Linked DNA regions of Drosophila melanogaster: region 1 is linked to region 2. The links are chromatin contacts, called in public Hi-C maps. All regions are on one chromosome and are shown on one strand. Each heading gives the region's core, a stretch centred on a gene start, on an enhancer-like site or on the middle of the called end of the contact. The rest is flanking DNA. Distances are from core to core; before and after follow the strand shown. Region 1 holds the start of spoon (spoonbill). Region 2 holds the start of CG12730.

Region 1 (6,132 bases), core at 2,413-4,912, 96 kb after region 2:
TTTACGCACAGCCTGTCGAAGAGTTTTCTGGGCGTAAATACACTACCGCCAGCCTGCAGTTCCTCAAGGGCATTGGCTAACGCGGCCGTGAGTCCACCCCAAGAGGACAGGGTACCCTTGATCATCGGCAGCTCAATGTCACCTTTGTCCTTTATGGTGAACGTTCCGCCAGGTAAGATGAATCTGTTGAATGAATCAAACATCAGATATAATGGTTTTGCATGCACATTTTCGGCCTGGAACTTACTCTTCTCCGGGCTCCGACAGTTCTTTCAGTACGCTAAGTAGGAACGGCGTCTGGGCGAGGCACTGCATCACCGCATTAAAGAAGCATGTATTGCCCAGGTTGGTCAATCCTCGCACGCGGGGCAGGCGTTCATTTTCGATGCGCGGCGTCTCTAGGGTCAGGAGTCGTTTGTTCCCAGTGTTGCCATTGGTGGTGGCCGAGTACTGGTCAATTCTCTTTGCCATACCCGGCACACTGGTCAGCGAGTCTGAGGTCGAAAGTCCGGAGCTAGGCTCTGGTGGTGGCATCGGTATGGCCACCTGCCTATTTCGAGATGAACCGACCCCGCCCCCGCCACCGGCCGCCGCCAGAGACCCTCTACTGCTGGAGTCGTCAAATGATCCGCCAGTCATTGGCACTATTGGTGTGAGATGCTCCAGCGCGGCTTTAAGCTTCTCCTCGATGTAGCTAATCGTTGGCGTACTGGGCGTAACCGTGCTAGTGGGCGGCTTCTGGGCCAATTTCTTGACCAGCTCCACGCACTCAAGCAGGTTTTTGCGCAGATTGGAGCAGATCTTCATGTCGCACTCATAGCACCAGATGTCGAAGGAGCGCGTATTCATGGCCAGGGCATGTGAGTCCGAATGAGGTGTCTGGAACACACAGAACGATTACAGCTTCTACCATATGGAATATCAATGTAAAACGAGAATGTCGTTTGCAACTGGCTTAAGTGAACTAGATCCCTGCTCACCTGGTAGTGTTCTAAGGCGTGCTTGTGGCGTGCCCTCCCGCACAGCTGGCTGCCGCACTTGAGGCACAGCCACAGGGTGTTGTCAAATTCGAAGGTGACCGGATTTCCGCCAGGACCGACAGCTCCTTCACTCGCTCCCGCTCCCGCAGCGCTGCCCGCTGTCTTGCCCAGCTTCTGACATTGGCTGCACTCGTAGAGTAGACCCGTGGACTTCAGTAGACGCCTTAGTCGGGCCGCGTCCACCGCCTTCTTGATGTGCTGGCAGCTGGCGGTGGTGGGGGTGGCGCCATCCGACTGACCGGGCGAGCCGAGTCCTTTTCGATGATGCAGATCCTCATTGCCGGAATCCGTTGAGCAATCGTGGTCGCGACTGTCCGCCTGACGCTTCTTTACCATGGCAAGGTAGCTGCTTGGCCTTGGCCTCCTTGTGGGCGCGCTCTGGAAGGAATATGTAGCGTTCCAATCACAGATTCAAATCTTCGAATTGCTTCGAATGCAATCGTTATAGTCACAACCCTGCTGCTGCTCTTCCGATTCGGCTATCGATGTGTATAACTGGCAACGGGATTGAATTCGATTGGAACTCGCACCGACAGACTGACCCTATTGGCTTTGTTTGCTTTGTTGTCTTTCGTCACGTTTGGAACTGTGACCCAGGATTTGAGGTTAAGTTCGTCGCCCCGCTGCCAGCCAGCGAAATTGAGTGCCCCCGCTGTTTGACCACCCAAACATACATACATATATGTATTACCCTTTTTGCGATGATTTCTCGAAAATCCAAAGGACCCCGAACTCATACACGCACCCAACCAATCAAGCCCATACGCACGCACACATAGACACGAACTGTGATTACCCCCACACACATGCACAACAGGATCTGAGTAGTACCTTGAATTTACTCGCTGCGATATGCGTTGCACGTAAGCACACAACATATATGTTTTACAGCACTTTTATGCACTTTTTTTTATTCGTATATGCGTAAATAGAAAACGTGAACGACGTGACCAAGTGTGACCGTTGCTTATTTGGGTCGCAACTCCCGCGTGTGGTCAATTTCAAATTTTTAGGCTGTTGCTTCACCTCTCTGTTCGATGGCTTCCTCTTCTTCTGACCGCAATGGTATTCAAGTTTGGAACAACAACAATGTGCAAGTTCAAAGTCAGAAAATGACAAATAACCGAAAGGCACACAAAAAACAATCCTAAACATGTTTGCTTGCATGCCGAGACACGCACATACATCAATATTCATGTATAAACAAGCTTACAGTGTAGGAAATATAAAAAATTACAAAACTAGAACTGTGATTACCCACACACATGCACAACAAGATCTGCCTACTACCTTAAATTTACTCGCTGCGATATGTGTAGCACATGAGCACACAACATATATGTTTTATAGCACTTTTAGGCGCTTTTTATTCGTTTATGCGTAAATAGAAAACGTGAACGACGTGACCAAGTGTGACCGTTGCTTATTTTCGTCGCAAATCTCGCGTGTGGTCAATTTGAACCGTTGTCAGAAACTATAGGGTCTCGAAACATGTGCAAATAATTCATTTATATCATTCAACTTATGCTGCAAATAATTGCTATTATTATTATTTTAATTAATTATCCACACTGCTTATGTTCTTCGCTCAAACAGGAGGTAATTAAATCATTGAAGGGATTTCAAAAATCTATGTATGCATTCACTACTAACTAGCTTGGTCTTTTTTTTATTTTGCGCCGCTTTATAAATTTAAAAAAATATCATTTGGAATTACACACATCACTGTGTTAAATTAAAAAGAAGATTTTTAGTGATTGTTTTCTTTGAGATATTGAAGTCGCTATCTGCTCCTATATAAATATTATTTCGAAATTATCGATTTATAGTGCGCTATACTGACAAAAAATAGGCTGAAATTCGCATGAACAAGCATATTGTGGTAAGACAAAATGAAATCAGAACTTCCCAAGAACTACGTTGGAAAATTACAAATGCCCAAAAGTATTGCTCCACAAAATATCGTAACGAAATATCGCGAAATTTGCAACACTTTTGTGCACATTCGGTGGCAACGCCGCCTAAGAAAATACCTATTGCCCCAATCGATACCTATCGATGAGCGTGGGCAGCCCTGTTTGTGCATGTGCTGCCATTCGATTTGATAACCAGCACTCCGTGCACACGTTTTTCGGCTTTCTAGAAATAATTGGGCTGCGATTCAAACTGTGAAGTGATTTTTTCTATATTTTTTTTTTGTGTGCACAAAGGCTCTTGTAATTCGAGGATTTGGCCATCGCGAGTGCGGGTGATTAAGCAGGCAGCTCCGATTGCCAGAGTTTTGCGGATGCATGGCAACACTGCCGCACGCCGGCCATGTTATTGTGATTTGTAAAAGGTGGAACGTAGACACGTGTTTAATTCGTGCAGCACTTTAGCGTTGAGAAAACGACAGTAAATCGCCAGCAAATAAGCAAAAACAATACACAACTCGCGTGTGCAGTAGATAGCTTTGAAAGCACCCAAAGATAGTGAGCAAAATAAGTTACCCAAGCGGTTCACAAAGGTAAGAAATCGCAGCACGCGGAACATAACCTAGTACAAAAAAAGTGCGTGTGTGTGTTTGCCAAAACAGAGAGATGTGACGGAAAATGGTGTCATGTTCTGTTCTGTGTGGATTTGTTCCAATGTCCGTGTCTTGAGCTCTATTCGCACCTCTTTCCCGGTACCATAGCCAACGTTTTAACTACCTTTTTTTTGTCAACTTTTTGTTAAGTGTATGACTCTGCCTTGCCGCTGTTGTTGTTGTTCCGGCAAAGTGACAGTAAGTGGTTATGGAAAAAATTTGGAGTTCAATTCGGCGATTACACAATGACAGCACTCACACACACACACACCCACAATCGCACGCATACACATGCCGAGCATAAGTGCGTCTGTGTGTGTTACAGCTTTCACCGTTAATGTTCGGTTTTTTTACGCCTGAAAGAGAACAAAGGCGAAAAGGAGCTGCCACTCCCACAAAGAAAACATTGCGTCTATGCATACATACATATGTATACACATATAAAGTAGTATATCCCCCGATTATACAATCCCCGCCCATTTTTGGCCACCATATGATCGGAAACCACGTTGCCAAGATTATAACAATGTGGACTTTTTCGGCTAGCTGGCAATGTTGTTGCACCTGATTTGTTGTTGTTTTGGTGCTCTCTTCTGGCTTGCCTCTCTGTGTCGCTCATTCTCGCTTGTTCGGGGGAATTTCAAATTTTTAGGCTGTTGCTTCACCTCCCCGTTCGACGGCTTCCTCTTCTTTTGGCCGCACTGGTATTCGAGTTTGGAGCAACAACAATGTGCAAGTTCAAAGTCAGAAAATAACAAATAACCGAAAGGCACACAAAAAACATGCCTAAACATGTTTGTTTGCATGCCGAGACACGCAGACACATCAATATTCATGTATAAACAAGCTTACAGTGTAGGAAATACAAAAAAAAAATAACAAAAACTAGAAGACCATTGCGAAGTTGTTGTGCCCTTATCTTACATTTTGTCGTTTTAATTCAAGAGTTGATACGAATACGTGTAAAACTACACTTCTCCCTGCTCTTATGCATATCCATTTATTAAGAATTTTAGGCAAAATGTGGCAAGCTTTGTCAACAAGTTTTAATACTCTAAGCAAAGGGTATAAAACGTAATCTGAAAAATTCCCGTCACCCGGTTTCGACGATTAGGAAATGCCACAGCTGTCTGGCCAGTTGCCCTTCCATGGCCATTTTATAGCACCCCACTAGGCCCCTTATCCCCCACCCCCTGCATGCTCCCATCAACCGTTGATCTGTCGCTATATGTACATTTATACATATACATATGCATATACATATACATATGTACATACATACAATGTATGTTTGTGTTTCAGTTGCTTGTCGATTGAGCTTATCATCTGACCACTGTGTAACAGGAGGACCTTTGGGCCCTAACAAAGTGACGATATTGTGGATGGGGGGAAGCGGGAGTATAGTGGGTAAATCGGTTCTATAGTGAGTAACTTAAAAGTACTAAAGATCTCATGGCTTTAAACTACTGTTCGGCATGACTTGCACTTTTCGGGCCCCGGAAATTTTGACCAAATTCGAAGGAGCGTCTTACAATCCATTTGAATGGATTTTGATTAACGGTTTTCGGATTTCTTTGTTCTAATGAGCTCGCCACTCTCTTTTCTTCTCTCCGGCTTTCTGTCTCGTTTCCGCTTGGTGGGATGAGTGTGTGTGTGGGTGGAAAGGGGCGCTAAATAAAAACTTGCCACCACGCATCCTCTCTTTTTTCGCGGGTTGGTGGGGGTATGCCGATGCGGAAGAGCGGATGGAGTGAAGAGCGGAGAATCGGTGCCGAAATAAAAAAAATAATACAAATAAAAAGCCAGAGGAATTGGCAATTAGAAGGCGTGCAAAGTAGTTTCCCTTCATATATCGAGCAGTCGATATCTCGAATCTCTCGAACAATTTCGCCGGCATATCGAAACCCAACAAAAAAAGAAAGAAAATAAACAAAAGCATAGAAGAAACTCCAAAAAATAAGCCGAAGCGAATTGATGCCATAAAACGACATAAAATACAAACGAAACCGGAAGAAGCAACGAATTCAGTTTTATCCTAGTGGTAATACAAAAACACACATTTATTTTGTGAATAGGTGATGAATTTCTGGCAAAGCTGTTGTTTTCGTAACTTTTAGTTTTGTTTTGTAATGATTTCGTAACATTTGCCATTGCCATACGTAAACGTAACGGTTTCTTCTTGCGCCTCTCTTCCGTTCTTCGCCGACGCTCTTTTGCGTTCTTGCGCACGCGCTCTTTGCATGCGATCTATCGCTCCATCTCTCTCGCTCTCTCCCGTTGCGTTTTTCCCTTCCGCGTGGCATTCAAAAATCGCTTTGCACCTTTTTCGTCGTTCTCTCTCGTTGTCTCTCTCTCTCTCGGCATTTGTGTTGTTGTCTATATTTACGTATTTATTTGTTGCTATTAATACGCAAAAGTTCAGAAAGGAAAAAACCAAAATCAAACACACTGGCAAACACACACACACACACGCACACTTATGCAGACGAGCACATGCAGGCGGGTCTCGTGACTTGCAAAACCAAT
Region 2 (6,314 bases), core at 2,146-4,645:
TATGAACTCGGTCCACACGATTGCATTTCAATCACTCAAGGATTGACCCCTTGCCTGGCTTTTCCGCATTTCCACTTTCTCGTCTTGCCAACCCGAAAGGAGGCCGACTAACTGGCAAACAAGACTAATTAATTTCACTTTACGTGACTTGCATGGCCGAGAGCGTCGATGGTGGAGCAGAAATTATGGCACATTAGGGTATGGGAAGTGCTAAGAGCTGCCGACGAAGAAATAATTAAATGATCATTTGGCTAAGAGGGCTAGGAAGCACCGCAAAAAATTATCTACTTACGAGCAGAGTCAAGACCACATAAATATATCAATTAAATGAAGCTTGTATGGAAATGGAAATTACCCTTTAAAGGACATGGTTTTTCTCTGTACACATAGGCGATAAGTGCACAAGGTCATGAGTGGTCATGGCAACTTGCAGCACTTTACAGGGTTGCCTACTGCACGTGTAAAGCAATGCGAAACCCATATTATGTCTGCAATGCGGCTACATTTCTATACATTTATTTTGTTTTTCTTTTTTTTTTTTACGCCAGCGCTTTTCGGCATAAAACACATGAATATATTGCGCTCTTCATTACGTTGTTAAGCGTACTTGGCTGAAAATTTGCTTATGCTTGGCGAACAACTAACTATGAATAAATCGTGCCAGAAATAGACAAGAATCGAGGCGAAAACTTCATCAAACTGGCAACAAAAGTAATAATAATGAGGCGGGAGCCCCCAAAAACAACACAAACAATAGACGAGCCAAGTGCTTTTTTGTGGGCGTTGGGTGCTGCTTGTTGGGTGATGATGGTTGTTGCGTTTGTGGGTGGTTCAAAAGATTTGAAAAGCCAACAATGGCAACAGCTTACAGAGCACCGAAACCAAAACGAAAACGAAACAAGAAGCAAAATCAGACAGGGGGGCACCATAGTGTACCTGTTTATTTTCAGTTTCAATGCGGATAAGGTAAACAAAGGTTGGCGATATCTTTTTCATGGAGCGCCGGTTGCAAAAATTCTATCCGGCAATGTTAGGTGAAAATAGCTTGTTGTGCAAGCAAACATGGTCGCAAAAGTAGTTCGTGTAGTAAAATAAATAAACAATAGCCTCGGGAAAGTGGCCTTTTGCGTAAATGAATCAATAACAATATGCACGATCAACAATTGACATTCAAGCCCAATTTACGCATATGAACTCTCATCATTAAAAAACACCCTTCATTTACAAATTACATTTATGTATTTTTGTTTTATTCTTCCATTGCAAACGATTTATTTGTTTATAAATACAACAATTCAGTGGTCATGAAAAGCATTGTGCTAAAAACTAACTACTTCAATGTATATTCACTTGAGACACACAAATACTATGTACTTAATAAAAGTAAAAAAAAAATCGGGTATATATATGTACATATATATTCACGCATTGTTAACCAGTTATCAGAAGAAGGGAAGAAGCAGAGCCAGAAGGCACAATACAACTTATCTCTTTGGAATTTGCTCTCTTGTTAGTGGTTTTCTCTCGCTTTCTGTTCGCTATTATATCTACGTTATTGCTGCGATCGACTGGCTTTATCTTCTTCACTTCTTGACCTATATCTAGCGACTATTAGATAACACATACGGTAACTGTTCCCGCGACAAAAGCTTGCCACAATTTCAAACTTCAGACTTAAATGCTTCAAGCAAACGCAAGCGATACTCGCTCTCTCAAAACAAACTCACACACACGCGCACGCACTGGCACTCACACAGATACTCGTTCGCACACAGATACTCGCTCTCACACAGATACACACACAGAGTAAGCCTAACGTAGTAAGAGCCACCAAAAGCTGGGTTCGTGCACCTGAAACCAAGTCTATATCGTTTGGGTGGCCACCTCCCGCTGGCGACTGCGCCGATAGTTTCCATAGGCCTCCAGTCCGTTGATGCAAAATGCTGTCAGGCCAAAGAACTGTAAAAAAAAAGGTGAAGAATAGGGTGTATTAGACGGATCTACAGAGAGTTCATCACAGCGAGGGAATGAATCGGCTCCAACTGGAGGCTCAGTGTTTCGTTTACCAGTATCTTTCCTAGCTTAATCATTAGCCGAAACAATGAGCCGTAATACTTTTGGTTTCCGAACTTATCCTAACTGCGAGAACGCCACTTACCGCCGCCGCCGTATAGGCTCCAATATCCAGGGAGAGTACGAGTCCGGAGGCCGTGAAGTAGGCCAGGGCCAATGAGGAGTGCACCGCCAGGGACCAGAGCGTGGGATCGCATCGGCAGAACTGGCGCTGCCACAACCGGAGATACCTGGCCAGGAGCAGGCAGCCGGTGGCCACGAATCCGATGGTGACTACGGCCAGGTAGAAACTGCCGCGGAAATTGCTCACGCGCACCGGTCCGCAGATGATGCACAATATTCCAACAAAGCTGCACAGCTGAAAGACGCACACATACAAGCGCACACATTAAGGGCGATACACAATGGCACATATGTGTAAGGCTAATTACCAAACAGGCCAGCTTGCACAGGCCCGGCATGCTGAGCAGGTATTTGCGATCGTAGTCCTGGGTTCCCGTCAACGACATCGCGGCCAATACAAGATATATACGTTTTGGATGCAGTTAATCCAGATTGTCCAGCCGAATAGATGCCTCAGAAACGAGCGATTAAAGCCAATGTAGCAAATGTAGCGAAGCGCCGCTGACTAATTCATATTGCGCTCGCCAGCACGCACAGAATGCCACTGAAGTAATACAAACAACACAAATACTCAGAATTCTCCCATCGTTACACTCGGCGAATAAAACTACAATTGCGAGAGCGAGAGAAGCAGCGGGCGAAAGAGAGAGAGAGAGAGAGAGAGAGAGAGAGAGACAGAGAGCGAGCAACACATGGCACAGTGGGACGAAACGATCAGGAAATGTAGTACATATTGTGTACAAATTGTGTTATCTACTCAAATGGTATCTAATGAAACTATAAATATTAAGGAGATTAGCTTTAGCTGGGTATTTATAAAAAATAGGATTATTAGTTTAAGAAAGCTGTAATTTCCAATAAATGAATAAACCATATTAACTTGTCTTACTAACTGTAGTTTTGGGGGTCTGTTCATTGTGAATGCTTCTTCGTTACATTATACTAATTTTCGTTCGGGGGATGTCAAGGGGTGAATCTAACACGGTGTGACTCACTGACCTCCAGGGATATATTAAATATATGTATATTCATAAGGCAAGGTGACCGGTTACTGGGTGAGCAAAGCTTTTTTAGTCGTGTGAAGTGCCGAGCTTTTATGACTGGCATTGCTTGTGACATGCAGTTTGAGGTTGGGCCCTTTTTGGACCACTGTGCATTCGAATTTCCATCTGTATCTTAATGCCCAGCATCATTAGATTGTGCCATTCGAATCGTATTTGTTATCGGCTATGACCGAAACGCTTCTCGTTATTTTAATCGGCACAGCAGGCTAATTGATTTAGTTACTTAACGGATAAATCGCTGCACAAATCCGAATGCGAATGCAAATGCGAGCCTCCCAAAATCAAATGCAATTTCGTCGTGATTCACATTGCAAAACACAAGCTGCCCAGCACATATCATACGGAATACGTGAATATACACAAACCATTTGGTGGCCAGATAAGTTTGACGAACTTTGAACACACTACTCCATACAAAAGAAAAAAATTTTATGATACAAAGCTACAAAGATATTACAGATACAATTTTTTCATTCATTTAATTTTGATTTCTCGCTACTCATGTACTATTTTCCACATTCAATTGTTAAAGTTCTTGAAAATGCATAGATACTTGTATAGGGTAGCAGTCGAAACACTCTGGCCCGACATCAAATTGAGTTATATTAATTGACTCATATTCATGAGAGGTGGCTCGTTTACGAAATGGCCGCATGGGTGGCCCCCGCCTCCTGGCCAAGGTCACTTGCACAATCGCCTCGACTGACTGAGATTCAGAGACATTCACAGTTTCACAGATTCACATATTCTAATGCAGAGCGGAAAATGCTGAGTGAGATATCTATGCGACGGAAATCGGCCACAACAAGCGGAAATGAGCACGAAAATCATAAATGAACTGCACTTGAGCAATTTAAGCGATAAAGTGCAGTTTCCATTTCGAGGGTAACAAACAGTCAGACGACTGCAGGGCAACTAATGTCTACATGATTTCTAAAAGCTCATGCATATATATGTATAAACATATATATATACATAAATATGGGAGGCACGAGATTTGCGCTCATCGATAAGCATCGAATCGTCTGGACAAGCGGGGAAAATGTGCGGCGGAAAAGCGAAGAAAATTGACTGGAGAGCGGATTTACACTTGAGGGCGTGCGAGTCTCAATGGCAAAAAGCTATGATTACCTATGGACATTTCTTTGATTTCTTTAGGACTTTGAATTCGATAAGTGCACAGAGGACTTTATAAATGTGCGCTTTAAACCACTGAATAACAGCAAAAGCATCTAAATAGTTTTTAACTAAATATCCAACTTATACTCAGTGGCACGTTGCTGAGAGTGCATTGTTTAGTGATATATCTCGCCTACGATTCATGCACATGGCTGGTTTTTCGCTTACGCACTCAGGCAATTTCCATCGCTTTTCCACCCATGTTGTAGAGCAGCGGAGAGAGAGGGGGGCGGGGCCGGGGGGAATTGGAAAATGTGGGTGCATCTAATTAGAAAAGCATTCGCTGTAATTGCCAGCTGCTGCATCAGCAAGATTTTGTTTGCTTTGGCGACGGGATAACGTGGAGCAGGACCAAAGGCAAAGCGACATGTGAGCTATTAAGCAGTGTTCTGGCTGAAAAAATCCAGTTTCAGATGCATCAGAAGCATCTTTAATAATGACAAACTTGGCGATAACTATGACCAATTAAACGAAAGTTGGAGTAAACGTTTGCGAGCAGGCAGATAATTAGTTTCAGGCACTTTGAAGGAAGTTCGAAAGAAAGCGGCAAGTTGGGCCGTAGCCATTTCTCAACCTCGACAAAGAAGTGTGCCAGCTGGGTATCTGTCAGATACAGATACTAAGTTGCCCAGATACACGGCTCGATTTGAATGCAAATTTCGTGCAGTGGCTGTCAGACTCTGCAGCTGACGTGACAAGACCAAGACCACCCCCCCTAATTTCGAATCCCGAAATACCCCAAAAATAGCAACGACCTCAGCATATCTGCCAAGTGAATTTGAATCTGATATTCCCTTCGACTTTGGGCGCTTTTTATCCGCCAGCTGACAACCACCCCCATTTCCCCCCTCGGATTTTCCAGCTTTTTCCCCCCCGGGGAACAGAACATTTATGCGCCTTATAAATGATTATCGTGTGCACTCAAGTGCCAACGTCATCAATCAAATGGGCCAAGTGCAACAGGATGTCCTTGCCGCCATTCTTTAAATATCCTTTATTTGCTATCTGTATCTCTTTGTCTGGAGGCTCATCTCATATTCGCGAGCTTACTGTCATCTCAGTTGTGGTGCATGGAGCTGCTGTTCTTCGACAGCTTTCAATGATGTTGTAAACGAATTTACTTGAAATGAAAATATTATTTAAAGCCCGAAGCATAACTAGATTCGAAGGGCATTAAGCTTTCGCTGGTGGTACTTTCACTTTAAGTTCGGTTTCTGCGGGTAATTTATGCTAATGAATTGCCAATCAATCCGTCAATCAATCAACGAAAATACATTTTCCTATAGACCTCATTAATGACCTCCTACGAGTATATGGAAAAGAAAAAAAAAATTGGTTGAGTCTCAAATCAATTTAATTGGCATTTCATTGGCCCGTTTCCCCCGAATTGTACACACTTTTCACAAGCTCCCTGCGATTTTTCCACTTCATTTTCAGTATCTGCTCTTCGCTGAATTCAGCTGCCGCTGCACATTTTAAAGCAATTTCCTTCGCGTGATTTTTGATCAATTCACTTGGCCAGGTGGTCCAGGGAAACAGAGGAACACCGAACTCGATTTGCCACGATTTACGACTCCGTACTTGCCACTTATGTAAACGCTTCGCTCTGCTGGCGCTGCTCTGAAAAGTTGTCTGCCATTACGGAAAAGCCAGTTACAGGTGCAGGGGTCCCGAGTCGCTGGCACCCCAATTGTTTTCCTCTATATTTTTTTCTGATTTTTTTTTTGTTTTTTTGCATTTCGATGTCGGCAAATTCGAATTGAAAGCGTGCCAAGGAAAAGCCACAGTCAATGTGCCGAGGAAATTGGATTGGCACGTAGACCAATGACCACGTAGTCAAAAAGCCAAAGGAAATTTACGTTTGCATACGGTATC

The links. A called contact is a pair of places that touch in the nucleus more often than the background predicts.
Region 1: a Hi-C map of the Kc167 cell line shows a contact between it and region 2, with 4 times the contacts expected there. The contact joins the promoter of spoon here to the promoter of CG12730 in region 2. A contact is called at or near these places in 12 of 107 Hi-C or Micro-C datasets (the Kc167 cell line, the OSC cell line, cellular blastoderm embryo and 3 more) and 4 of 6 datasets of contacts at active chromatin or transcription factors (the Kc167 cell line and the S2 cell line).

What each region holds. Positions count from the first base shown.
Region 1 is chrX:5,417,866-5,423,997 of dm6, reverse strand. It overlaps spoon (spoonbill), which reads left to right and starts at 3,662. Exons shown (of 5, transcript NM_167034.2): 1 at 3,662-3,804. The coding sequence starts at 3,760. Usp16-45 (Ubiquitin specific protease 16/45) reads right to left here and starts at 2,465. Exons shown (of 5, transcript NM_167037.2): 1 at 2,331-2,465; 2 at 981-1,418; 3 at 248-879; 4 at 1-183. The coding sequence starts at 1,376.
Region 2 is chrX:5,513,689-5,520,002 of dm6, reverse strand. It overlaps CG12730, which reads right to left and starts at 3,395. Exons shown (of 3, transcript NM_001297967.1): 1 at 2,505-3,395; 2 at 2,159-2,431; 3 at 1,232-1,959. The coding sequence starts at 2,582. The coding sequence ends at 1,864. It also overlaps asRNA:CR45518.